Linked DNA regions of Mus musculus: regions 1, 2, 3, 4, 5 and 6 are each linked to region 7. The links are chromatin contacts, called in public ChIA-PET, HiCAR-type and promoter capture Hi-C maps. All regions are on one chromosome and are shown on one strand. The core of a region is the stretch at or near the end of the contact, and the rest is flanking DNA. Distances in the headings are between cores, read along the strand shown. Region 1 holds the start of Ndel1 (nudE neurodevelopment protein 1 like 1). Region 2 holds the start of Rpl26 (ribosomal protein L26). Region 3 holds the start of Camkk1 (calcium/calmodulin-dependent protein kinase kinase 1, alpha). Region 4 holds the start of Ctns (cystinosis, nephropathic). Region 5 holds the start of Tax1bp3 (Tax1 (human T cell leukemia virus type I) binding protein 3). Region 6 holds the start of Ncbp3 (nuclear cap binding subunit 3). Region 7 holds the start of C1qbp (complement component 1, q subcomponent binding protein).

Region 1 (3,341 bases), core at 299-2,798, 2.1 Mb before region 7:
ATCCAACTTCAATTCAATTCAAAACCAAGGCACTGCAGATTTAGCAACTTCTTCTAAGATTAAGTTTGTCTCTAACTGGAGCTAAAGGTTTTCTTTGTTCTTTATGTATTCCTACTCTAAGATTTTAACAACAATTCAGAAGAGATACCCCCAACTGGGTGTCCTTTGGTCTCTTTTGACTCCTTAACTTAATGATGAGCTTTGCCCTCTCAGCTTTCTGATTTGGCAGACATTACCCTACCTCTTAAGTGCAGTGAAAGCAACATAATTTTCAGACTAACAACCAGCCACTCATGAGCAAGCTTCAGGATAAGATTTTTCTAGTAACTGAGCTTTTGGGGGTTTTTTGTTTGTTGTTGTTGTTTGGTTTGGGGTTTTTTTGGTTTTTTTGGTCAATTTACTCGAAAATAAATAAGTCATCTAGTAACTTCTGGTATTATCTTTAACAAGTCCAATGTTCAGTCCTCTTTCCGGCTGAAGAAGTTAAAAAAAAAAAATCTCATGAAAACAGAAACCAGAACCCTGAGCTTAGAAAGGTAAATTGTAACCCAAGCTAAACTTCTCACCAGTTAGTGGAACCCAAATAAAAATCACTCAGTTGCCCCAACCTCCTGTACCTAGGTTCAATTTCCCCATCCAGCAAAAAGTGACTTACAGTATCCGTCGCAAGTACAAACAGCAAATGTTCTAAAATGTTTACAAACGCTACAGGAATGGGCCCGGGTAATGAAAAGGACCCTCACTCGCCTTAAACTTAAAAGTGTTAGTCACCTCATCGTTTCTCAGAGAAAAATAAGAAGCGAATCCAAGCAACCGGGGTCGGTTGGTTAGTGAGACTTTCCCCAACTCCAAAGAGGATGATTAGCAGTTCGGGGCAGGCAGTCACGAGACTGCCAGTCTCTGCCAACGCGGGCTGCTCCTGCTCTCGCCTCCCGCATCTGGGGCGCTGGGAAATCAAGATCCTGCCCGGCTCCTAACCACCCCGGCAGCTCCAGGGAATCAAGGATGGGTGGAGCGAGAAGCTGGGCGCGCCTCCGCCACCCCAACTGGGCCACTCCTCGAGCCGTCAGCGCCTCAGCCCCCGGTGCCACGTCCCGGCCTCCGTCCCTCCTCTGGAAGCCCGGGACTCGCTCTCCCGCAGGTGCCCCCGGTGGGCCACACCTCCGCCAGTAAGGAGGGGACAGTTAAAGCGGTTGGAACAGTTGTCTCGGTACGGGCCGCCCCAGAACCCAAGCCCGGCCTGGCCCAGCGGGCTGAGCCCCAGCCCGGCGGCGGTCAGGCAGGCTCCCCCGGGGCAGGCCTCGGCGCTGCCCGCCTGGCTCGAACCCCAGAGGCTGCGTCGCACGGGAGCTCACCGCCAATGTGTCAAAAGCGCATGTTCGCCGCCGCTCGGCCGACGTCTCTGCTCCGCTGGCCTGGCCAGGCCCGCCCAGCCGCTCAGCTCTGCTCCCTTCCGCAGCCCTGAGCTCCACTCCGCGTATCCCCGCACCGGGCTCCTCCCCGACACGTCAGGGGCTCCCTGGGTGTCGGAGGCCATTCTGTGACGCACGGGGGCGGAGTCAAGAGCATGCGCAGAAGCAGGCTGGCGTGCGGGGCGGAGCGGTGGGAGGCCAGAGTCACGTGGAGCCGACCTAGGCTTTGCGCGCTGACGTGAGATCTGCGACAGCGTCCTGCGCAGGCGCCGCCCCGGACCCCCGAAGGAGGTGGGTTTTTTAGCCCTGTGCTGTCTCCGGAAGCTGTGCTGCGCAGGAGAGTAGTTCCCTAGGCTAAAATGGGAAGCCAGTATAAAGCCAGTATAGAGTACTAGCTCACGAAGGAGACAGGAGAAATACACAACTGTCCTGGAACTAGAAACTTAAATTTAAAAAAGGCATTTGGGGAACAACTATAGGAACTTTAGCTGTCTCATGCTCAATGTAATTGTTATTTCAGTGCTGTTGGGATTGGTTTTGAAGTTTGAAGACAAAACAACATAGCATAAGACATATGCTGAGCCTAAGAAAGACAAGGTGAGCCCACGTATACGGTTGGGAAAGGTCAATATAAACAAAAAACGGTGCGAGATGGATTTTTAAGGAGAACCCAAACTGATGAGCAGAGGAAGATTACTGGGGTCTAGAGCGTCTTGAACTACACTATGAAGGATATAGGGTTTTTAAAAAGAGATTATGAGTTCACTGTGCGGTTTGTCGCGCCCGTAGTTGTACCAGTCACTGGGGTGCATTGCTTTGTCACAGTAACCCCACGTCACTCTCATTTACAAGTAAGAAATAGCAAGATGAAGTTCCCCAAGGTCACTCACCTACAGCGCAAATTCAAACTCAGAAGCTACACTGTTATCCACTACTACGCTGACAAGAAGGGAAACATAGGCTAGACCGTGGGGCTAAAGTGCCTTCCATACACTACTGTTAACCATCAACAACATTTGAAGCTGGAATCATTAGATCTATATTGTAACATAAGACTCAAAAAAAAAAAAAAAAAAGGTCTGCTTTACAGGCCAGTGGCCTGGAACAGCTTTGAAACTCAGTCTGGCTTCCCTACCTGAAACTCTGCTCAATCTAATCAGACTTAAGGCAGAGAAGTGATTAATGAAGGCTTTCCTATAGACCCGGTGCCAAGACAGGAACCGTCCCACCCAAACAGGAAAAGATAAAAAGGCCACAGCTTCTGTCCTGCCTCCTGGCTGAGGTGCTAAGAAACACACTGAGTCACCTAATGGCTGGCCAGGCCCTTCAGAAAACAGTGACATCATCTCCCAGGCTGCTGCCCCTCCCATTTGCTCTGCCCCTAGGACTGGCATCATCCCCTTCTTAATGAATGGGCTTAGCTTGGCAGAGCCCTCAGAAGCCAAAGGCCCTGCTCTGATCTTCGTTGGCCCAGAGGCTGGAATAGTACCCTAGAGTCAGCAAACTGCCCGACCTCCTTCCATTACACCAAATCCATGGGAAATAAATCAGTAAAGAAGATGACAGTCTCAAAAGGAAGCACAAGTTATAAAACTAGCATTGTAAGAGAAGAAAAGGTGAGAGCTGCTGTACCCTTCAAACTTTGTAAAGCATTCCAGGGCACTTCCCATAGGTTCCAGTACAAGGTCCTTTTTGGACTGACCCAGAAAGTTCAATGTAACAATCTCTGAGAACACGTGTAAATATCCCAACATCTTCTCTGCTACAAAATGCAAGAAACAGATCAAGTTCCACCCTTCCGATGGGTAAAGGGTGATCAGCTACTAAAAGAGAGATCTGGGTCCAAACTCCAGCTAGTGAGAATGCTGGACTTTGGCCCATCCCATACTCAAAAAAGGCAATTATTTTAGCTAAGGTTCTACTGCTGCA
Region 2 (3,733 bases), core at 209-2,708, 2.1 Mb before region 7:
TCCACTCTGTAAACTGAGGACAGTACACCTGCATCAGCCTAAAGACGTTAGTGATGTGAAAGGGTATAGAAGAGTGTGTCCTGCCTAGTGTTCCGTAAGCTCCCTGTATCTTAAGACAGTATGTGCCTCCTGTTAGCATGACGGCTATATTATCTACAGAAACCGATGCCTCCGAACCCATTTGCAGAGAATCGGATCCCCTTGACCTACCTCCATCAGATCTGGAACCGAGAACTCTCAGGAGGGGGTTGAGGTCATAGTTTTAAAGGGTACACCTGTCTGCGATGAGAGTGTCCCCCCACCCCGTGTCTCTTTCTTTTCTTTCTTCCTTTCTTTCTTTCTTTCTTTCTTTCTCTCTCTCTCTCTTTCTCTCTTTCTCTCTTTCTTTCTCTCTCTCTCTCTCTTTCTCTCTTTCTCTCTTTCTCTCTTTCTTTCTTTCTTTCTTTCTTTCTTCCGTTCTTTCTTTCTTCCGTTCTTTTTCTCTTTTCATGTTTTCAGTTTTTCGAGACAGGGTTTCTCTGTGTAGCCTTGGCTGTCCTGGAACTCACTCTGTAGACCAGGCTGGCCTCGAACTCAGATATCCGCCTGCCTCGCCTCCCAAGTACTGAGATTAAAGGCAGGCGCCACCAATGCCGGCTTTTCCTTTTTTTTTTTTTTAAATTGGATATTTTCTTTATTTACATTTCAAATGTTTTCCCCTTTCCAGGTCTCCCCTTCGGAACTCCCCTATCCCATCCCCTCTGTCCTTACCTCCCCCACCCATCCACCCACTCCCGTCTTCCCGCCCTGGCATTCCCCTACACTGGGGCATGGAACACCCTCAGGCCCAAGGGCCGCCCCTCTCACTAATGTCCAACAAGGTCATCCTCTGCCCCGTTTGTGACCGGAGCCTGTAATCTTTTGTTGGTGGTCCAGTCCCCGGGAGCTCCGGGGGATCTGGCCTCGGGTCTGTTTGTTTAAGTGTGATTTGAACCGGCAACTTGGCATCATCAGGGGGCCAAGACCTATTTCCGTCCAGGTGAGGGATGGTCTCAATTTCGCAGAAGGACCCAGAGTAGTCTACCCAGATGTGGGGGCGGCCGGCTGGGGCTAATTATAAGAACTAACTCCTATGGGTCAAGTCACCGAGGTAACCGTCTGGCCAAGGTCCCAGAGCCACTCGGCGCCTAAAAGTAGGTCTTGCGCTTCGCCCGGAGCCCAGGAATGAAAGGGTGAGGTCCCCCAGGTCCTCTCACGCCGGCCTACCGTCCCTAAGCAACCCTCTTCATCCCAGGAGCACTGCCTTCCCCAGAGGACTAAGCCTACCACGCACACCTCCGAGGGATGACGTCAGGACCCCTCGCAGTCCCCCTCCGAGCCGCTAGATGTCGCTAAACTCCCATTCCTAGTTTCTTCTTTTCTCCCAACCTCCTCTCCCCTTTCGCTCCGAGACTCTCGCGAGATCTCGCGGCAACTTACAGAACCGGAAGTCGCGTGTAGTTCTCTTTCCTTTTGCGGCCATCGGTGGATCGCAGCCGGTGAGTTCTCGGCGGGTTGTCGCTGGTAATCCGCAGCCATCCGCGGCGAGGCGAGGAGGCTTTTCTGTCCCGAGGCCCCGAGACGGCCTTGCTGGCCCGGCATCAGCCAGGGAGCCGAACTGGGGCGGGCTCGGTCCGTGTCTTTCCTAGCCAGGGCCCGCGGGGCTGGAGAGGGTTAAGGGGACCAGGTTCGTGGACTCGAAGGCCGGCGGGGCCCATGGAGATGGAGTTAAATAATCATAAGCCCCGGGTCAGCCGTGCGGTTGCCCTCTCGCCAGTTGGGAGGGCTTGGAGATCCGCCCTTGCTTCCATGCTCAAGTGGGGGGCAAAATGCAGAGCACCAGAAGCGGTAAATGAGAAGGTAAAGACCGACGCTGTGTAGGACCCTCCCGGGATGCTGAAGTTGGAAAGTCAAGTTTAAAAGTAGGATAGGTGTTACTAATGGCAGAGTCTTCATCTTGTTTTCAGTCTTTAAAGACGAAAAAACCCTCAGATGGGAAGGTCTGGAGTAACCGAGCATGATACCTTCCAGTGAACGTTGTGTGCTTTCAGAGTGGAGTTGATGCTGTTTAGGGAACTGGTTGAGACTTGAAACGTTAAAGGGTCTTCTGGTTTTTGTTTTTGTTTTTTTTGTTTGTTTTTAAGCCAAAATGAAGTTCAATCCCTTCGTGACTTCTGACCGAAGCAAGAACCGCAAACGGCATTTCAATGCGCCCTCTCACATTCGGAGGAAGATCATGTCTTCCCCTCTTTCCAAAGAGCTGAGACAGAAGTATAACGTTCGGTCTATGCCCATTCGGAAGGATGACGAAGTTCAGGTATGTGTCCTTGCTTGGCGAGGCGAAGCTGAATGGAATTTTACGATTATTTGGGGGGCGCGGGGGGGGGTGAGAAAACCTGCATTTGATGTATGAAAGGGTTGCTTTGCATCAAAAGAACTGGAAAGCAGTGTGCTTTTTGGTCCTGCCTCAGCGGTTTGCTAATGTCTTTGTGTGGGGTTCTATTAGCTCTATTGGGGAGAGATTATCTGTAGCTGTAATTTATAGCTAGTGATTGGTAAGTTCTGGAAGTCTTTAAAAGAACGCAGGGTGGGTTTCTTTGTGTAGGTAGCCCTTGGCTGACCTGGAAAAGAGATAAGATAGAGCCCTAGGATAAAGGGTGTGCACTTCGAGACTGGCACATCTTAACACTTTTTAAGAATACTTAATAAAATGAAACACTTCTTTGGGAGGATCGACATGGGTTGAAAACAGCTATAGGATGGCAACAGTCTTGATTTGTCTGTTATTTAGAAAGCCTTTCTTTGCTATAGGTGATTGGCCTGGTTTGTTTCCAGTCTGTGAAGATGAAAAGGTTGGGGATTTAGCTCACTGTTCACATAGTGCTTACCTTGTATATACAGGTCCTGGATTTGAGTCCCAGTAACCCCATTCCCACCCCAAAAAGGGGACGTGTGGGTCTGCTGGAGGTGCACAGTGTATGAATGATTCGGCAGTTCTGGTTCTCTGGGTTACACTCTAGCCCTTGCTCAGTTTTTTTTTCACTTGCACTCAGGTTGTTCGCGGACACTACAAAGGCCAGCAGATTGGCAAGGTGGTCCAAGTGTACAGGAAGAAGTACGTCATCTACATCGAACGAGTCCAGCGAGAGAAGGCTAATGGCACAACCGTCCATGTGGGCATCCACCCCAGCAAGGTGGGTGTTTTTGAAGGAGGAAACCACTAGCTTTGGTGCTTGATTGCTGTTTACATGGCACCTGCAAGTGGCCCCTGTGATCAGTGAGGCCATTGATAACACCATTATGAAGTGGGCTTAAGGTATTGGCAGTAAAAAGCAACCTGGAGCTGAGGTTGTGATCCCATAAACTGATTATATAAGCCAAAGTAGAACATCCCATAATACATATACCTGTCCTATATATACTTTTCATGTCAGTTATTCCAAATTTGTGATTGGATTGTTTAATGTGCACAGCAACCACTTAAGGGGGTTCTCAGACTTAAATTAGTGCTAAAAATGTAATTTTCAAACTGCAGAAAACCCAAAAGACCGACAGACAACATCAGTATTAAAATTGTACCATGATTTCTTTCCCTTCCCCACCACATAGTACATGTCATGGTTGCTTCTGTGTGTGTGGAACCCATGTAGATCAAAGATGTGGGTCTGTTGGCCCTCTCTCCAGCCCAGCACATGACCTTAGTGAGCTCTGAGTT
Region 3 (3,558 bases), core at 771-3,270, 2.0 Mb after region 7:
AATGTTCCGTGGCGCTGTCTTTAAAAGAGCTACTGTTGGGGTAGAGAGATGGCTCAGTGGTTGAGAGCACATGCTGTTCTTACAGGGGAGCCAGATTCAGTTCCCAGCACCCACACAGTGGCTCACAACTCTCCGTAAGCACACACAGATGCACATATAGGCATACATGTAGGCAAAACAGTCACCCACATAAAATAAAGAGTTAGCATCGACCCTTCATTATTTTTCTCCATTCCAAAACCTGGAATGCATACGTGATAACTGGAGTTCCAGCCCCTATTCAGAATCACGAGGTCAAAGGCCATCTCCAGGGCTTCCTGGTGCAGGGAGTGGAGAGAGCCACATCTCAAAGGCTTTTGTGGAGCAGAGCCATCATACCAGCCCAGAACTGTTTTTCAAGATTTATATATATGTAAGATTTGTTGTTGTTGTTGCCTAGATCTTAATCTGATCCTCTCAGCCTTGCTTCAGTTGATCTGTTTGAGCCTTTCCATTAGAATTATGACTGGATCCTCAAGGACTCTCAAAACCATCTCTTCAATATTGGGGTATAGCTCAGTAGTAGCATCCTTGCTTAGAATGCAAGAAGCCCTGGATTCAATCTTCAAAACTGGGGGTGGGGGGAGGAGTCTCTGTAGCCCAGCTCTTTCCTGAACTCCAGCCCTATAGATCCAATCCTCCAGTTACTGGACCCAATTATTCATTTCAACAAATACATGCTGGGCATGCATCAGGAGGTCAGGCTGTGCTGGGCGAATTCATCTCGACCCTTGCTCTCAAGAGTTCTTAGTCCAGACAGGACTCAGGTGAAGAGGTGCTGAGATCTGGAAAGCACTGAGAAAGGGCTGCTGGGCATTCCAGGTATCCAGAAGGTCATGGGGAAGGCTTCCTAGCAGCAGAGGCATTGAACTAAGTGCCAAAAGACAAGTGGGGTTTAGGCAGGCAAGTGGTGAGGGGTGAGCTATGGAGGGCTTGAGGGGACTTAGTGGCAAGCAGTGGAAGATCCTAAGAGGCAGCTCTCTGGTGTTCCTAGTGCCTGTTCTGGTTGTCCCAGAAAGGTTAATGGGAAGTGATACTGGATTGGGGTGAGGGGTGGGGCTGCTGCACTAATCAAGTGGAGGTATACTGCATGACCGTGGTGGTCGAGTTCAGGGAGGGGCAGATGGTGGGGAGAGAGAGAGAGAGAGAGAGAGAGAGAGAGAGAGAGAGAGAGAGAGAGAGAGACTTTAGGGATCTTAAGAGGCAACATGGCAGATCCTTGTGCTACACCCGGTTGGGTCAGAAAACCTGCTACACAGGTAACTCCTGGTTTCTAACTCCTGGTTTCTAACTCCTGTTTAAGACAGAGACACAGGTGAGACCAGGTTGGAGATAGCAACATGGGTCTGAGTTTGAGGCAAGCAGTGATGTGGGGCATCTCCAATAGACTAATAATAGCAGGATTGAACCAGGAGTCTGTGAGGGCAGTCCCCAGGCATAACCACAGTCAAGGCCACTTGGTCCTGGAGGGCTCTTTTTCATTCCCTCAGCCCAGCCAGTCACCTCCTGCTCCTCTCCAAACCTGAGTGCCGCCCCACCCCAGCACTCTGACGAATCTCCCTCCTCCTTCCCTCCCCCAACCCCCCCGGAGAACACTCAACTCCAGGCCCTTCTCCCAGGGCCTCTACCTAGCCTCTCCTTGGTACGCACCGGGCCTCATCCCGAAGGAGGGATGCTCTTGCCTCTAGAGACTAGGACACCGGATTGAGGACTCGAAAAAAGCATCGTACGCTTCAGGCCAGGCTGAGGGGCCCACGACGTGGCCTGAGGGACATCGGGTTCCCCGAGCCTGCTTGTCTGCGGGCGCCGGGGGCGTGACGCGTCGGGGCCCATCCGCAGGGCCCCTCCCGAGCCACCTCCTCCCGATCCCGTCGAGACCCGCCCCCTCTACCCCTGGGCGGGAGGACCGGACTCTGATTGGACATCTCTGCGGGGCGCTGCGCGGCACAGCCAATGATCGTGGGCCGGCGCGGCGGCGGGCGGGGGGAGCGAGCGCAGCCTGGAGCTGCGGCGCCAGCGGGTTGAGCCGGGCGATCCTAGCCCGGCAAGGCGGGCAGGGCGGGGCGCGCACAGCGGGAGCGAGCCTGGTGCCCACCGCAGAGACTGTCGCCAGGTGCCTAGGTAGGGGTCAGCAGCCGGGACTTGGAGTTGGAAACTGGGGTGCGGACGGCTGAGCCGCCCTGTGCAGCCAACGGGCTGTAGAAGGGTGGTCTACAAGGCCGGGTCTACGTGGGCAGCCGGAATCTGGTGTGCAGAGATTCCCGCTGTGTCTGCAGGGCCAGGTCCTCGGGATGGTTCCCTGAGCCCGCATCTGTCTAAGCCAGCTATGCGGGTGCCCGACCACCTGCGTTTCTTCCGCAGCTGCTGTCTGTGGGACTGCATAGAAGCCCCGCGCGCGCGGTGCCTTGGGCCCGGCTCTGGGTGGAGGCCGTGTCTATTCGGAGTGGGCCTGGACGGGTGCACCCACGTGTGGATCTCAGCAGAGCGCTTCTCCCACAGCCCTCCCGTGAGTCTTCCGTGGAGAGCTGGGGGCGGGGTGATGAATGGGACGGATGCAGCGAGCGACTTCAGCTGCTGCGCAGTCGTCCCCTGACTGAGTGAGGGTGGCGGAGGCGGCGCTGTGGTTTCTGGGTCTGGTGGGTACAGGATTGGTGCTCCGAGGGTGCACACGTGCGCGGGGAGCTGTGTGTGGTGTTTGGAGGCGGGTGTGCGTGCGTCACGTGGACACAAGAGTGTGCCTGTGTACCTGAGGGGTGCGTTTCAGGATGGAGTGGTGTGTGAGCACCGGTCACGAGGACAAGGATTACATCTGTCAGGGAAGGGGTGTGTGTCTGTCTTGAGGGTGTTACAGAGTGAGCAGAGCTAGCTGTCACATGCCTTGGGTCCCAGGACTGTGTCCCAGTGAGCTCCTCTCTTTGTCTTGGCCAGGTTCAGGGTGTGAGAGAAGCGCACAGCTGTGTCCTTGAAAATCCCAGGGAAAAGGAAGAGGCTGGGTCTTCTGCGCATCTCTACCTCTTCCATCCAACATACGCTGTGGGTCAGACTGTTCTAGACCCTACTACCTGCTCCTTGGTCCCCCACGCCCAGTCCTCAGACCAGGACTGGGGCTTATTTTAAACCTTATCCAAGTGAATTGCTTCCCTGCTTAAAGACTCCTTTGGTGTTAGAGGCCTCTGGTTTCTGTTCACAAACCCTAAACCAAGCCTGTTGGGAAGCACTCTATTGCTATCACGTTGGGAAGGGATCTCTTTTAGACACAGGGTGAACTCCCATTTCTCCCTTGGGAATCCTGCTTAGTGGTCACAATGTCGCCTCCGCCAGGAAAACACCCCCGAGGCCAGTGTAAGTGGACCTTAGCTTCTCTCCTGATGCACACCTCCACTAAGGAACTTTCCACTGCAGCCACATCTGCTGTGCTGGTCTTCATACAGAGCAAGCACTGTCCCACCTCATGGCACTTGCACCTATGGGCCAGTCCCTCTGGCTCCAGTTGCTGTTCTCCAAGTGTCTACACTGTGT
Region 4 (3,778 bases), core at 329-2,828, 2.2 Mb after region 7:
TGTAAAAAGTTACAAGACAAAGTTACAAGACTTGCCATGCCCATCTTCTGGTGTGTGTGTGTGTGTGTGTGTTTACCATCTTCTACACCTCAATCAGATGGCACACTTTTAAGAGCCTCTACTATCCCCCACAAGAGATCTCCTGTGGCAGCTTCCCTTAGTCAGGTGTCTGAGGTAGTCCTGCTCTTGGTCCATAACCTGGAGCTTCCTCTGTGGGAAAACTGTTAATTAAGGTGGAGGTCCACCATGACTGCATAGCCCATGGGTTCGGCATAAGTGGAACTTCTCATCCTCTGACCTTGTCTGGGGAATTCGAAGCCCCAACACAGGCCTCTACCTGATGACTGTCACATAGCCTTAGCAAGATTCCTTCCTAAGGATCAATTCCCTTCCTTTTCATAAGAACCTGTTCGGTGAGCACCTGAGATTCCCGAAATGCTTCCCCATGCTAATGGGGCATTTCAGTACCTCAAGCCCTCAGCCAATGACCTTTGACTATCCTGGATGTTCCTACCTTCAGTCCCCCAAACTTTATAAGCTCGTCTTGGAGTGGTCATTCACCATACCCACTCACAGGGCTTCCAAAACCATGCCCACCACTCTTTGTCTCTGCTCCCACTGCCCCCTGTCCCCCGTGGACCTAATTGGCCATAATCCATGAGAGTGGGGAGACCCACATTCCTCAAGGGATAGTACAGATTGGACAAGGAATATGTTCCCTGGAGATGAACTATCTAGGTCCCAGGTTTCCCATTTACTTGTATGATTCTGGAATACTTATTAACCTATGTTTCTTAATGGGGAAACAGGGACAGTGGTAGTTACACCACAGGATTATAGTGAGATGAAATACAAGGCATACATTCTCAAAGGGGCTAAAATAGGCTCTGGAGGTCTGAAAAAATAGCTGTAATAATTGCTTATCTCTCTCCCAAACGTCATAATAAAAAAAAATAGAGCTTACCAGCTGTATTAAAAGTTTGAGGTGGATTGGTAAGATAACAAAAAGTTGAGAAACAATGAGGTAATGTTATTACTATTACCACCCAGGGCTCCCAGCAAGCTCTCACAGAGCATAGATTGTTATTTTCCTCAATATTATTGAAAAAGGCAAGATCCAGGTACCCTCTCATTCTCTGGGAGAATCAACACGAGCTCCTGGAATGGTCCTAGCAGAATTTACCCCCAACCCCAAGTTACCTACCTGCACATTCCTAAGCCAGATTCAGGCGGCGCCACATACTGAATAGTGCCACCAACACCAGCTGTCAGTCGGTGTCCGTGCTTTTGCTCACCAACACCCTGGCCCTAAAACCTAGAGATGTGCGGGCCTGGGTTGGGGCCAGAAGCTAGAAACCCAGGCGCTGCCCCTCTGGTAGCGTAGGTTGCCCCTCTGAGGTGCGGGGCTAATGTCTGTTGGGGTGGGTGGTGTCATACCAGAAAAGGGGGTAGCTGTCCCGGTCGCGATGGTTCTCACCTGACAGCTTCCCAGGCTTGGTGGACAGACCTCACCAAAAGCAACAATCTCGCACCAGAAACCGCTTAGGAGTGTAAGGACTCTCTGAGCTCCGCCGACTTTGTGTGAAAGAGGGGCCAGCTGTCACCTGACCTGAACCACCTGACTTGAAGCCGCGAGCCCTGTGCAAGGAGCTCTGGAAGTTGTAGTTTTCACGAATACAGGAGGATAACGCTTGGTAGGGGTGAGGGAAGGGTGGAAGGGCGGAAGAGCATAGGCACCTTGGCAGGGACAGGGGCTCGGATGTGAGGGGCGATCTAGTCTCTTGTAGGGGAAGCAGGGTTCTCGAAGTCTCTGTTGTCTCCTTGAAGCCCTGTGCTCCCTGGTGAAGACCCTGGGACCCCAGGCACTGTCCCGGAACCTCTGACCAATAGATCCCGCCTTCTGTCGTCTCTCCACCTATCACCGGAGGCCGCTGTGGGGAGCGCGTGGTGTTTGCTTTCCTCGACCAATAGAAGTGGTTAAAAGATTGACAAGGAAGCTCCGCCCCCTTACTGCCCTCCAGAGTGAAGTGTTCCCCGGCGTGCGGTTCAAGCCACCGAGCTGTGCTGTCACCACTGCCATGGCTTCGCGACCTGTCACTCTCGGTATCGACTTGGGCACCACGTCCGTGAAGGCCGCCCTATTGGAGGCTGCACCCAGCCTCCCATCCGGGTTCGTGGTGCTGGCGAGCTGCGCCCGGGCTGCGAGGGCAGAGACTGAGAGCGCGGTGGCCGGGCCCCAGGTGAGGCAGAGCCCTGGAGCTGCCGCCCCGGGACGACCCTGGGGGCATCTCGGGCAACACCTTCCCGCGAAGAAGTACCCGTGATTGCCCAGTCTGTCGGACCTCCAAGGCCTGCTGCCCTTTCCTCTAGGGCTTCAAAGCCTGCTGCAGCTCAAGCTAAGCCGTTAGATTTTGCCCAGGGAGCTTTCCCACCTGCTGGCACCGATCTTCCCGCTCTCCGGCTTTTCTGGGGCCCCTGACCATGGCGCTGGATCCCTCTACTATCCGCCCATCACTTTTTGTACTTTGCGCCGAGAGGACTTGCTTTCAAAGTGATAACCACAGGCCTGACTATCACGCTCGCCACTCATGACCCTGTGCCCTCTAGTTCAGGCATCATTTCCGACCCCACCCCCTAGGCAGGTTGTGCTCTGGAAATGAGACGTAGCGTTAGGCTTACCTCATGCCTTTGAAGTTCAAGTAAACTGATAATTTCACTTGGTTACTCAAAGAATTCCAGCCCCTGCTGAGCATCTCTGGAGGAAAGTTGTCAGAGCAGGTGGGGAGACACTGAGATAAGCTGATGAACATTTTAGAAAAGAATCAGACTGATGATTATACGCTGCAACCACTGGCTTTTGAAAACTAGAAGATAGAAAAGTACATCTCCAGGGGTCCACAGGATGGCTCAGCAGTAATAGCAATTGCTGAGTGAGCCTGGTCACCTGAATTCTACCTTCAGAACCTACCATGGAAGGAAAGAACTGACTTTTGAAAAGCTGCCCCCTGACTGCCACATGTGCCCCATGACGGGCACACATGTTTGTGTGCACACACACATACATGTATACACATATATACACACACTATATAAATATATACACATACATATTCACACATATATACACACACATATATACTATGTATGTTCACACACATACAGTATATATACACACACACATACATTCATATATATACATATACATACACACACACACACACACACATATATATATATACACACACACACACACTACACACACACACACACACACATATATATATATATATATATATACACACACACACACACACTACACACACACACACACACACACACACACACACACAAACATACCTTTAAAACAAATGCAATGAATTAAAGACAGTGGACTCTGTTGGAAGATGATGTAAGTAGGATCAGAATGGCCTCAGATTCCATTCCTATTTGTTTCCTGAAAGGGTCAGTTTATAGTCAGTGAATTCACAGATATGAATGTCAAGGTGAGAGTGTAACCTCTCACTTTTTTCTTGGCCTCAACTTGTTCTCTGATCTGAACTAGGTGGCCACTAAGGCTTCCTCCAGCCAGAAACTTGGACTGAGTGCAGTACCTCACATTTGAGCTTCATGTCTCAAATGCTCTTGCCAAGGGTCTGTATTCGGTTCTTTGGGGGTTCAGAGTCCAATTTGTGGGATCACTTCTAATTTTCCCAGAGGCCTTCACATTTAATTTGGTTGGGGCCTCAGGGCATCTTAGAATGACTATTTGACTTCATGA
Region 5 (3,779 bases), core at 573-3,072, 2.2 Mb after region 7:
CTCCATGGGCCTTTACTACCTGGTCAGGATTGCCTTATGGCCTAATAAAAGGCTCTTCTTCCTCTTATATTTATCTGGCTGTTATTTAGCTTTCTAGTCTCAGATATAATGCTATTCCCTCAAGCACTCCTTGACTCCATCCCCAAGCCTAGTCCAGACCTGGTGCTTTTGTGTATTCTTTCATGGTATCTATATTATCTGTAAAGCCAAGTTAATGCCATCTCCCCAGTTAAGACTACAAATTCCATGCGCAACATGTTTACTACAAGTCTAACACAAGTATTTATTTTTTCAGTTAAACATGTATTTCATTCTAAAACCCTCCTCTCAAGGAAGGATTATGAATGAACATATAGTCAGAGGCATTTCAACTGAAACAAACTCATTTGATTAAATGTCCACATAACCTAATCGCCAGAGGACAACGATTTAGAAAAATAGCTTGCATTTTTTGTTATAGGAAAGGCGACTGGCTAAACCTGGTGTAACTGGAACTTAGCTGATTTCACTCACGTGGGAAAGCAGTGGTTAGTGGGAGGGGGTGCTAGAAGAGGACTCTTACCCAATCCAGCAAAAGCAAACAGACTTGCAACTGGACCTCGGCCCTGCCCCCTTCCAGACGAGCCACTTCTGGCAGAGACAACTAACTTCTCTGTGCTTCAGGTTTTTCATTAACAGAAAGTTAGCAGTAACATCTCCATTGCTATGGCGAGAATGAAAACACACAATGCCGGTACACAGTGAAAGCTTAGTAACACGAACTGTTACCAGTTCTTAAGATGTTAACGTTAAATTCTCTCATGTATACTCTAGAGGTCCCTTTGGACTTACTAGGCGTTAAATCCAAAAAAATATACAGGCTGTGGCCTCGTACTTGCTCTCCAGGGAGCAAATCTTGGCGACTTCAAAGCTTGGCTAAGCAAGGAACGACAAGGTGTCACACTTCATTTAATCTGAAGAATAATATTACAGGCTCTGTCTTCAGATATAAATTATAACAGTACAGAACAAGCAGCGAATTCCAACAATTTAAAATCTAAGTAAGTCTACCCGGTGTTAATTCTGGCAAGAGCCTTGCCGATCTGTTTTAAAGTCACCCCTGCCCTCATTTCAGTAGACGTGCACCATGCCATAGAGGAAGGTCCAAAAGAGGACGTAGGTGAAGAGGCCTCCAATGAGGCCTCCCGTAAAGAGAGGTCTTCGTGACTTAAAATATTTGTTCCACCTCCTTCCCGCTTTGAGAATGAGGAGCAGGGAGAGCAGGACGGAGGCAAGCAGGTAGAAGATGAAGCCGTAGAGGCCGGTGAGGCCGAGGATGCCGGCGGTGGCCCCGGACAGCGCTGACACTGAGGTCCGGCAGTAATCCAGGACCGCGGCGTTGCCTCGCACGGCTGCCTCGCTGATGAACGGCGGCCCTTCCCGCTTGGCCACCACCGCGGCCATCGCACCCGCCGGGGCTCCGCTTCTGCCTTCACGCCGACTCACGCGGAGCTGTGGAGAAAACCGAGTTACAAGTGGAGCCCGAAGCCTGGCGAGCTGAGCGCACGGCGCCTCCTCCCCCTGGGACCTCCGACGCCGTGCTGGGGGCCTCTGACCTCCACTGCACGCCGAAACTGAGGCTCGGGCCGGCCCGGGACAGCAGCACATCAGCACACGCCCGACAGGCTCGCGGAGTTACCTGAGACGCCGCGGCACACAGTCCCTCGTGTTCCCTCAGACAGGAAAAAGCGGAGAGTCCCGCGCCGCCATCTTGCGCTGGAGGCTGCTGGGAGGGCTCGGTTTGCGCAGGCGCACAAACTCCGCCCCACCCTCCTACGCTTGCGCCTCGGGCGCTCTCCCCTCCCGCCCCACTTCAGCACACAAGTCCCGGGACTCCGGAAAGCCCAACAGCGCTCCAGATGCTGATTGGCTAGAGACTTCTTAAGTATTCATGAGGGGGCGGGCTGAGCAGGGCTGCCCTTTGTTAACCAGGGAGGGCGCGGCCGCGGGCATTCTCGCTGGGGGTCTCACCGGGCGCTGTCTCCTTGACAGATTTCGGTCGAAATGTCCTACACCCCGGGCCAGCCTGTCACCGCCGTAGTGGTGAGTGCGCTTGCGCGGGCTCCTTCTCCTCTTGGCTCACCCCCATTTCGCAGAGCGGCAAACTGACATCTAGACAGGCTGAGAAAGTATAGGACCCGGGGCTCCTGCGTATATTCCGGTGGCCGTTTCTGCTTAACAGTGCTGCAGCCTTCCCTGGCCTGGAGAGGTGGCTGGGACCTAAGAGCCTCCCGGGACCCTGGGCAGAGGCCAGATCCTGTGCACTGCCGCCGTCGGGTGGATACCTTTTACTAGGCGCAGACCGGGAGGACGTAGGAGAAAGGCTGGTCCGCGGGAGTGTTAGAAAACTCCCCTGCCCTGGGCCTCCTGTCCCCAGCTGGGCGGCCGTGGGGGGCGGGCGCCGATGTCCTGTGAGTCGCAGCCTCTGGAATGAGGAAGCGTTTCCTCTGCTCCAGCCGGCACACTGCCGCCGCCGCCGCCGCCGCCGAGCCGTAGGAGATTTAGGGGGTGGGGCTGGCCAGAGTTTGTGCATCCCCCTTCCCGCTTCTCATCCGGCCTCGCTGCTCTTGGGACAGACCCCTCGAGAGCTAAGGCTTGGTCTTCTGAACTTTTTAGGGTACTCAGCCCTTGATGCTTAGTGTTTGTCCTGTGCATGACACTTAAGCTTCTAGACCTTTCCAGGGCCTCCTTCTCGGTTTGTCTTGTGTATCAATCAGGTGTATTTGAATAGGCAACAGGATGGAGGGGTAGATGTTACAGTCTGATGGGGGCGCTGGCCAACCCTGAGCAGCTGAATCCCAAGAGAGAAGCATCAGTGCCCAGTTTCCTAAAAGGAAGCTTTTAGGAAGGACACAAATCACTCCCCAGACAGGGCCTTACTCTTAAGCTTAAACTGGCCTTGAACTTCTGGCAGTACTCCCTTCTTAGCCTTCCAAGTGTTGGAGTCACAGGTGTGACTTGTGTCCACAGTCCTGGAACTGTAGGGATGGGCCTTGTTAGATGGGTGTGTTGGAGGGTGGGGGCAACAAAGCTACTGATAAAGGTGGCTTGGGAGGGTGAGCTTCCGGCTAGGATATCCCAGTTTTTACTCAATTTGTACCAGCCTGATTTTTCTAGGATCCTTCACTGGCTGCCCCAGAAAGATCATCGAGTTTGACCCTATCTGGAAAAGGAGGGTGTAATTAGGACCTAGGGAGAGCCACTTTGCTGCCTGACTTCTCCCTTAAGTTAGGGCTTTGTCTCTTTTTGGACCTTGCTGGTGGAAGTGAAGGAAGGTGTGTGTGGGAGTAAGCCTGGAGGAGCTTACACTTTTGGACAGGAAGCCCCAGGTGAAAGGACCTTAGGCATCGAGGTTTTCCACCCTCTTCCGTCTTGGCAGGAGAGTCAGAGTCTTCCTTAAAGCTGTAAGACCACAGTCCTCCAATCCTAATGCCAGGTGCATGCCTGAACATAAGCAAGCAGAGCTGGCCTTTCTCAGTCTCGGATTGCTCATGGGGTGGAGGTGCCTCCTTCCCAGTCTTACCCCCTCAGGTAGAGTTAGCATCCTGGTTCTGTTCCGGCCATTTTTGTTAAAACCATTTCAAAAGCTGTCCTCTGAACTGTAGCCCCACTGATCTGCCTCCTGGAAGCCTGTGCAGATGACCTCTGACACTGCTCTACCTGGGTCGACGCTTGCATCTATCCTGACTGGTTCTCAGTCATCTCAATCTTCCTAATGCCACACCCTTTAATACAGCTCC
Region 6 (3,711 bases), core at 574-3,073, 2.1 Mb after region 7:
TGTCTGGTAGCAGCCTGGGAACTTAAGCGTTGACTGCCTGATAACCACCCCCTCCTGTGGGTGCCCCAAGGCCTCTTTGCACTGTAATTTCAAATCCCTCTGAATTGAATCCTCAAGCTGCAAGTCTCTTTAGGAGGTAGAGAGGCCTGTGTGGCTAAGTAATTAACTGCTTTTGTTTCTCCTACCTCCTACTCCACAGGCCTAGAAAGATAGTGTAATGGTGGGGTTCATGACTGTCACCCACAGCTGGCTATCCCAAACACAAACAGTTCTATAAAACACACACTAGGGAGCCAGGCATGGTGGTACATGCCTATAAGCCCATCACGCAGGAGGCAGAGGTAGGAGGATTAGGAGTTTAAGATCATTCTCAGCTACAAAGCAAGTAGTGGGCCAGCCAGTGCTACATAGCAAGACTCTGTCTCAAAACAAGAGGGCTGGGGTAAAGCTCACTGGTAAAGGGCTTTGTTAGCATGCTCAAGTCTCTGGGTTGCATTGTTAATACAGCAAAAGAAAAACGGAAGGAAAGAAAGGAAGGGGAACAGGAGAAAAGAAAATACAATCCATTGTTTTAACCCAATTTTGTACTTTGCATTGCAATCAATTGATGGTACCATTCTAAGGAATTCCATCTTGTTTGTCCCATGGTACAGACCCATTTCAAGAAAAGCTTGGATGTACAGTATCACCTCTTTTGGATCTTACAGCCGCACATAACTAGCTCATTCGGTCCTTATATTCTTCTGTGGAGGTGTGTCACTGTTCTATGTTCTGATGAAGGAACTGAGGTTCCGTGCCATGCCCAAAGTGACCTAGTGTATCTGAGTCTTGTGATTTTTTTTTCTGTTTTAGAATGATTTGCCTTTCTCTGAAAAGATTTTTAGGGGCTCAGATATATGGTCTTACCTATTCCTGGTTCAGATTGGGAGATAGGTCTAGAAAGGGCTAACTAAATATGACACAGGAGGAGACACAAAATCAGGACTCATGACAGACAAGAAGTCCCTTCTTCAAGTCTGAACAAGCCTTTCCTCTTTCCCAGCCAGACTCTTACTAGGAACATTTGCAGGAAATCTTGCTTGTGAGTCTCTGATGAGTAGAGCTCCCAGAAGTGACAAAATGGGTCTAAGCTCTGGTTCTGCCCTTTGGGTAGGTCACTGTGATCTTGAAGCACCCCTCTTCCCCTTTTAAGATAGGATCTTCTGTAGTTTAGGCTGGCCTCAAACTAGCAATTGCCCCTTGGTGTAATTGGGGGATAACCTTCAGCCCCTAGTCCTCCTGCCTCTATCTCCCAAGTGCTGGGAATACAATCGTGTACCATCCCTTTCCAGTTTAAATGTAGGCAGGGTTTTACCTTGGATCCCTGGATGGCCTGGAACTTAGAGATGTGCCTGCCTCTGACTCCTGACTGCTGGGATTATAGGCATGTAACCCCTACACTGGGCCCTAGTTTAAAATTTTGACCACATAATATGGCTCAATTACTGGAAGACTTGACAGAGCCAAAGCTTACTACGGAAATAACTTTGTAAACGCTCAGATTGCCTAGATGATAGATCGCGGTAACCGCTCAGCAGTTCTTAGAAGTATAGTCCTCAAAGTGCAGGTATTTTGGAACCTCAGACGACGCTCCACCTCCATCACTGCTTCGTCCCGCCCCCTACCCCGCGAAGTCCCGCCCCAAGCCGGCCCCAGGTTCCTAGGTCACCAAGGGGGCGCCAGAGATAAGGACAGCTTTCTGGTAGAAACAGACGACGCTCTAGGTGATAGCGGTGCTCCTCTGTGGTCATCGGCGACGGCGCTCTAGGCGGCGGGAGTGAGGGGCGGGCTTTCGGTGGTGCGGCCGGCTGGCAGCTATGGCGGCCGTCCGCGGCCTGCGAGTGTCTGTGAAGGCGGAGGCCCCCGCTGGGCCGGCTTTGGGGCTTCCGTCGCCCGAGGTGGAGTCCGGTTTGGAGCGTGGCGAGCCGGAGCCCATGGAAGTGGAAGAAGGCGAGCTGGAAATCGTGCCGGTGCGGCGCTCCCTAAAGGAACTGCTCCCGGTACGGGCGAGAGGGGCGGGGGCTGAGGAGGTCGCCGGGCGGGTGTCCCTGGAGAGTCAGGGAAGGTGGCGGACGGCGGCACTGGCGCAAGTCCGGGAACGCGGGAAAGGGGCGCGAGCGCCGAAAGGCGGGGGCCGCGCATGACCCGGAGAGCGCCAGAGAGAAAGGACGCCGGGGCGCCCGGAAATGGGTGCAGAGAGCGCTGGAGAGGCGGGGGATCTCGGAGAGAGTTGGGGACACCCCTCTCGCTGCCCCTCGGTGGCCCCGAACGGAATCAGCTGTGTTTGGTTGGAGATAAAAAGGAGCCGCGGGCGGGAACAGAACCTGAATCAGCCCTCAAAGAAAGTGTTAGGTGCCGCCGGCATCCAGGTCTCCTGGTGGGTCCTCCTTCCCCGGCCGAGTTGGTGTCACTTAAACCAGCTCTCTTCGCTTGGGAGGGCTAGACCTGTCAAACAGCAGACACTCGTGTGTTGGTATTGTGGATGAGGGTCCTCACGTCCCCGCACCTTCACTGCGTCTACTCTCGGTGGTCCCAGCTTCTGACACACAGTGACATTTGATCTTTCTTTAACCACAGTGGGTCTGAGGAGTGTTTTGCCTGTGGTTTGGTAGTCACATGCCCCTTCTTAAAGCTGGTCTGAGGCCTGGATAGCTCGGTTTTCACATACAACGTGAACTCCCTGCGCCCCCTCCTTTAATTACATGATAGCAGCTTGGTTTTACATTTGAAGTTATGAGTGAAGGCTAAGGTAGTGATGACAAATGACAATACCTTTGGTGACAACATCTATAGGTTATAGTGGATAGTGTATAGGTCAGGTGTTATCCATTCAGTCAGTTTAACATGTTTATATCACACACCTCTCTGTGTGCTGGTGTAATCCTAGGTGCTTAAGAGCGAACTCCCTCTTGGTGTTGCCCTAGTAGGGGAGACAAGTAAATAGTTCCCTTTTGTATTAAGTGCTACAAAAACAAACACACACACACACACACACACACACACACACACACACACACACCCTGTTAATAGGATAAAAAGCACAGTGGCCAGGAGGGATGTGAAGCAGTTGGTGTGTGTTGGGATGCACAGGAAAGTCCCTTGAGATAGTTAGATTCAACTTGAACCCCAAATGACAAAAAGGGGCCGACCATGTCAGTTGGAAGGGAGTAATTCCTAGCGGGGAGGACAGCAAGCTCAGAAGTCTTAGAGATGGAAACAGGATTGTTTTGTTGGAGAAATGTTGGATTGTCTTAAGCACGAGAACAGAAGTCAGAAAGACAGGTATTGTGGAGGAAAGCAAGGCCTGGAGATTGAATGCAGAGTCCAGGGTATCAGCTGCAGTCCTGAGACTTTAGTTCTGTTTTTATCCCCTCCTTTCTTCATTGTATTAGCCTGTATTTTTCCCAGAGATCCAGGACCTGAAGCATTCTCCTGGAGGCATTTGCGCCACCTAGTGGCCTTTCGTGGGAAATGTGTCCAGTCTGGTTTGGGGAGTTATGTGACTATCTCATTTTTGACATTTTTTTCACAAAAGACTTTAGATTTTCATTTATATAGATACCCTGAGTTGACAGAATTACTTAATGTTATGAACAGGCTCCTGCCTGGCGTCTGGAAGCCTCTCTGTGGAGCCTCAGAGATAGACTTCCTCCTAACAAGAGTTGTTAAAAT
Region 7 (3,791 bases), core at 219-2,718:
CTTCCTTAAAAGTTACATACCTTGCATTTTTAACTACTACAAACACAAGCCAGATGGGAGTTCTAAACAAATGAATTTATCAGTACTATTAAACATTAAAAAAAAAAAAAGTCCCAGCCCTTAGGTCCAGACTGGGCACAGCATCCCTCATTAGTAAGCCAGTGACTGCGCTTGTGGCTCCCAGACTCCCCTCTACACACCCTGGAGCTGCTTCAGGCCTCCTTAATAACCAAGCCCAGAAGTCTGTATTCATTCAGAGAATGCACTCCCTGGAACCTAAGAACTTTTCCAAGTAAATGCTTTCTTAAAAGCCATTTTATTGGCCAGCTGTGGTGGCGCACACCTTTAATCCCAGCACTCGGGAGGCAGAGGCAGGCGGATTTCTGAGTTCGAGGCCAGCCTGGTCTACAGAGTGAGTTCCAAGATAGCCAGGGCTACACAGAGAAACCCTTCCTCGGAAAAAAAAAAAAAACAAACAAACCCAAAAAAGAAAAGCCATTTTATCAAAGTACTGGGCCTAAGCTGAGGCTCTCCTGGGGATGGCCAGGACAGGGTGCTGTAGTCAGGGATTCCCGACTTGAGAACCCAGAATACAAGCCCTGGGCCACTTACTTTTCTCCGGCAACTTTGCGCAATAATTTAGCCTCCGTGCCGTTCACCTCCAGCTCCCAATCTCCAGACATCTTGGGAAGGGACTTGTGTTTCTGGATCTTCTTTTCTTCCTTAATTTCATCAGTCAAGAATTCAACGAAGGCCTTGTCTCCTAAAAGAAAAGCCAAGATGACCCAAAGGGAGAAAAGCCGGTTACCGATAGACCGGACTGTATCCATTCTTACGACACTAGCCCAAATCACTCCTTAAAACGTCCGTTTCTCACTCTATAAAAAGAGCAGGATATACTTACTGAGCTGAACTGATATTTATCATGAGATGGTTATTTCTTATCATGGACTCACTACTATTACTTCCCATATTAAACAAAAGAATTCCCAATTATCCTCTTTCTGGTTCCAAAAGACATAACCAACAACCACACTTTGAAACCACGACCCTACGGACTTTGCTAAGCCACATTTCCAAGACGCGAGAAGGGGGGGGAAGCTTTCGATCACGAGGGTCTGTTCCAAGCTGGGTGGCCGCACTCCGACTAGGGTGCGTGAACCTTACCTTCCGTGTGCAGAGCGCCACAGCCGCACGCGCAGGGAACCGGGGGCTGCAGGAGGCCAGAGCGCCGAGCCGAGCCGGCCCGTACGCTGAGCAAACCGAAGGGCCGGAGGCATGGCCGGGGCGCGGGCTGCAGGAGATGCCGAAGCGGCTGGGCCGGGATGGCGGTTCGGAGGCCGGAGGCGGCGGCGCCGAGGGCGCGGGGCACGCAACGCAGCAGAGGGAGCATCGCGGGGCGGACACGTGCAGAGGGAAGGACGACCGGGCCAAGGCACCGTGTGACCTCGCGCGCTGCCGGAAGCCCCGCCCTCGCCCGGGGAAGCGCTTTCCACCCCAGAGGACTGCAGTCATCCGGGCCGGACCGCGCCCTCTGCTGGGAGCCGCCAGTGCAGTCGGGGAGGCCTTGACTCAGCTACCTTGACCACCATGTCTCCCTTGCTGCCCACTCTCCCCAATTCACCTGCTTTTCTCAATCCACACCAAGCTTTGTTACCGCGGAATGCGTTCAGGTTCACCCCAACTCGCGCAAAACCGTATATTCAAAGATCACTTAACGATCTTCTGAAACCGACTAATTCTGGAAAGCCCAGGCTGACCTGCACGCAGTTGCTGTGGAGTGGACATCCTGGCCTCATTAGACATTAGATCCAGAATCCCAAGAACAGGATGAAGGATTTATGTTGGAAACCTTTGCACGCCCTAACAATTCATGGGCCAGTTTTAATGGACCATCGGTTTCCTGGGAGCAGGAATATATGGCTTACATCATAGGCGAGGCCCTTGGTCTTGCGAAGATTATATGCCCCAGTACAGGGGAATGCCAGGGCCAGGAATCGGGAGTGGGTGGGTTGGGGAGCAGGGGGAGGAGGAGGGTTTAGGGGATTTTTGGAGAGGAAACTAGGAAAGGGGATAGCATTTGAAATATCTATTAAAAAAAAAGAATCAAGGATAAGAGGCTGGAGATATGGCTCAGTGATTAAGAGCATTGTTGCTCTTGCAGAAGACTAGAGTTCTAGTTCCAGCATCCACATGCCTGCTCACAACTATCTAACTTCAGTTCCAGGGCAGCAGATACCAAAACACTCAAAGGTATTTAAAAAAAAATCAATCAATCAACCAATCAACAAAACCACTCCCCTCCCCAAACAAAACAAAACAAAACAAAAACCAACCAAATCACTCACACACACCCCAAAACAAACAACAAAAGCCCTGCTCATGCATTATAGTCCCAGCATCAGGGAGGTAGGCAAACAACTGAGTTTGAGACCTGCCTGGTCTACACAGCAGGTTCCAGAACAGTCAGGGTCACATGAAAAAGACTTCTCAAAAAAAAAAAAAAACAAAAGTAAATGCTGGATACCAAGACTTATCGAATGAATGGCAGTAAGAATAATGTTTAATATTCTAAACAGCATTCTTTAAATAAGGGAAAGGAGGCCCAACAAAAGAGGCCACACAGATCATTATACAAGATTCAGTTTTTATGGATTTGATAGTCAAAAGCAAATTTCGAGCATTATATACTAGAACTGTTCTTTTATGTTTGAGACCAGAGAGAACAGAGCACATGTCCAAATCCGCTTGTCAGTTTTCTACACTACAGCAGTCTATAGAGAATTGTTTCCCCACCGGTATAGTCTAGTTTATGTGCTCAAGGAATGGCATCTTAGATGCGCGGCCACAGTTCCAAACAGACCCTGGTAGCTGGAGCACAAGGATTTGTGCCACAGTAAATACTTTGCTGTTTTGGAATCCTGTTATAAGAGATGCAAATGTTCTCACAGGGATCCTGGTAATGGAACTGGTGCCCCGGGTGTCGCAGGCCACGGTTACCAAGAAGATAAACCCCTGCAGCACGCAGGGCTGTTGTGGAAGTTCATCTGTCTGTTGGAGGCTATTCTGTCCAGGCTGGAGTCTTCAGGTTGGAGAGTTTGCCAACTTGAAAAGTAGCTCAGGTTGTACTGCAGCAAAACCACAAAACATTTCACTTTCTTAAGAAAGCTTGAAGAGAGCTGTCCCTTTGGCTGAAGATAAGCATTAATTTCTTCGTAGTGATCTGTGGAGTCAGAATGGGGCTCCCACCTCATGTAATCCCTGAGCAGCTGTGTTGAATAGTAATTTTTAAAAAAGCTTAATAAAAAACTAAATATTCTATTAAAATCCCCCCACAATGTTAGAATGATAAACATATTTCTATACAGAAACATTGGGTCCTTAGAAACTGTATCCATCACTCCCTTTTCTGGGAGGTCCCAGTCCTCTGCAGCAGTCCCTCCAGGGTAAGGTCCTAGGCCTCACCCTGGAGCCAGTCACTGCAAGCTACTGTTCCCATGACCCAGAAAAGACCTCGATAGTTTACTGTTAGTTTACAGTGGAACAGAAACTGTTAATTGCTGGGGAATATATTGCCTCCTTGTTTTCTTTAACTAGCACGATGAATGTTCTTTTCAAAATACAAAAGTTCCTCTTACCAAGCAAGGCTAAATAAACCTTGCATAAATACAAAAAATACACTGAAAAAGAAAGCACATTCCGGAGAGCCTTTCAGAAGGTTGATAACGTGACCATTTCTATCCAAGTAGTCACGAGTACTCAGACAGCCCTAAGCACTGACTAAAAGCTTT

Evidence for each region. Promoter capture Hi-C pulls out the DNA fragments that hold promoters and counts their contacts. ChIA-PET counts read pairs in DNA pulled down with a chosen protein or histone mark. HiCAR-type assays count read pairs that join an accessible place to other places.
Region 1: an RNA polymerase II ChIA-PET map of memory CD8 T cells shows a contact between it and region 7, with 12 times the contacts expected there. The contact joins the promoter of Ndel1 here to the promoter of C1qbp in region 7. A contact is called at or near these places in 2 of 39 promoter capture datasets (both in liver), 1 of 484 Hi-C or Micro-C datasets (CD4 T cells), 2 of 115 datasets of contacts at active chromatin or transcription factors (double positive thymocytes and memory CD8 T cells) and 1 of 9 other capture datasets (adipose tissue).
Region 2: a promoter capture Hi-C map of liver shows a contact between it and region 7, with 5 times the contacts expected there. The contact joins the promoter of Rpl26 here to the promoter of C1qbp in region 7. A contact is called at or near these places in 3 of 39 promoter capture datasets (liver and pre-B cells) and 1 of 9 other capture datasets (liver).
Region 3: a contact with region 7 is called in a promoter capture Hi-C map of pre-B cells, with 4 times the contacts expected there. The contact joins the promoter of Camkk1 here to the promoter of C1qbp in region 7. A contact is called at or near these places in 3 of 39 promoter capture datasets (cranial neural crest, hippocampal neurons and pre-B cells) and 1 of 115 datasets of contacts at active chromatin or transcription factors (embryonic stem cells).
Region 4: a promoter capture Hi-C map of liver shows a contact between it and region 7, with 3 times the contacts expected there. The contact joins the promoter of Ctns here to the promoter of C1qbp in region 7. A contact is called at or near these places in 5 of 39 promoter capture datasets (cranial neural crest, hippocampal neurons, liver and 1 more).
Region 5: a contact with region 7 is called in a promoter capture Hi-C map of pre-B cells, with 5 times the contacts expected there. The contact joins the promoter of Tax1bp3 here to the promoter of C1qbp in region 7. A contact is called at or near these places in 10 of 39 promoter capture datasets (the 3T3-L1 cell line, cranial neural crest, embryonic stem cells and 6 more), 1 of 115 datasets of contacts at active chromatin or transcription factors (stem cell-derived neural progenitor cells) and 1 of 9 other capture datasets (adipose tissue).
Region 6: a contact with region 7 is called in a HiCAR-type map of astrocytes, with 5 times the contacts expected there. The contact joins the promoter of Ncbp3 here to the promoter of C1qbp in region 7. A contact is called at or near these places in 5 of 39 promoter capture datasets (the 3T3-L1 cell line, cranial neural crest, hippocampal neurons and 1 more), 1 of 115 datasets of contacts at active chromatin or transcription factors (astrocytes) and 2 of 9 other capture datasets (adipose tissue and liver).

What each region holds. Positions count from the first base shown.
Region 1 is chr11:68,851,587-68,854,927 of GRCm38.p6, forward strand. It overlaps Ndel1 (nudE neurodevelopment protein 1 like 1), which reads right to left and starts at 1,549. Exons shown (of 9, transcript NM_023668.3): 1 at 1,356-1,549.
Region 2 is chr11:68,900,108-68,903,840 of GRCm38.p6, forward strand. It overlaps Rpl26 (ribosomal protein L26), which reads left to right and starts at 1,459. Exons shown (of 4, transcript NM_009080.2): 1 at 1,459-1,517; 2 at 2,163-2,335; 3 at 3,072-3,212. The coding sequence starts at 2,168.
Region 3 is chr11:73,016,968-73,020,525 of GRCm38.p6, forward strand. Camkk1 (calcium/calmodulin-dependent protein kinase kinase 1, alpha) reads left to right here and starts at 2,021. Exons shown (of 16, transcript NM_018883.3): 1 at 2,021-2,160. 4732414G09Rik (RIKEN cDNA 4732414G09 gene) reads right to left here and starts at 1,874. Exons shown (of 3, transcript NR_152202.1): 1 at 1,690-1,874.
Region 4 is chr11:73,197,441-73,201,218 of GRCm38.p6, forward strand. It overlaps Ctns (cystinosis, nephropathic), which reads right to left and starts at 1,579. Exons shown (of 11, transcript NM_031251.4): 1 at 1,478-1,579. Shpk (sedoheptulokinase) reads left to right here and starts at 2,042. Exons shown (of 7, transcript NM_029031.3): 1 at 2,042-2,240. The coding sequence starts at 2,079.
Region 5 is chr11:73,175,261-73,179,039 of GRCm38.p6, forward strand. Tax1bp3 (Tax1 (human T cell leukemia virus type I) binding protein 3) reads left to right here and starts at 1,823. Exons shown (of 4, transcript NM_029564.2): 1 at 1,823-2,082. The coding sequence starts at 2,044. Emc6 (ER membrane protein complex subunit 6) reads right to left here and starts at 1,782. Exons shown (of 2, transcript NM_025318.3): 1 at 1,679-1,782; 2 at 243-1,491. The coding sequence starts at 1,443. The coding sequence ends at 1,111.
Region 6 is chr11:73,046,044-73,049,754 of GRCm38.p6, forward strand. Ncbp3 (nuclear cap binding subunit 3) reads left to right here and starts at 1,824. Exons shown (of 13, transcript NM_025818.3): 1 at 1,824-2,039. The coding sequence starts at 1,857.
Region 7 is chr11:70,981,558-70,985,348 of GRCm38.p6, forward strand. C1qbp (complement component 1, q subcomponent binding protein) reads right to left here and starts at 1,469. Exons shown (of 6, transcript NM_007573.2): 1 at 1,168-1,469; 2 at 613-763. The coding sequence starts at 1,393. Dhx33 (DEAH (Asp-Glu-Ala-His) box polypeptide 33) reads right to left here. Exons shown (of 12, transcript NM_178367.4): 12 at 2,534-3,791.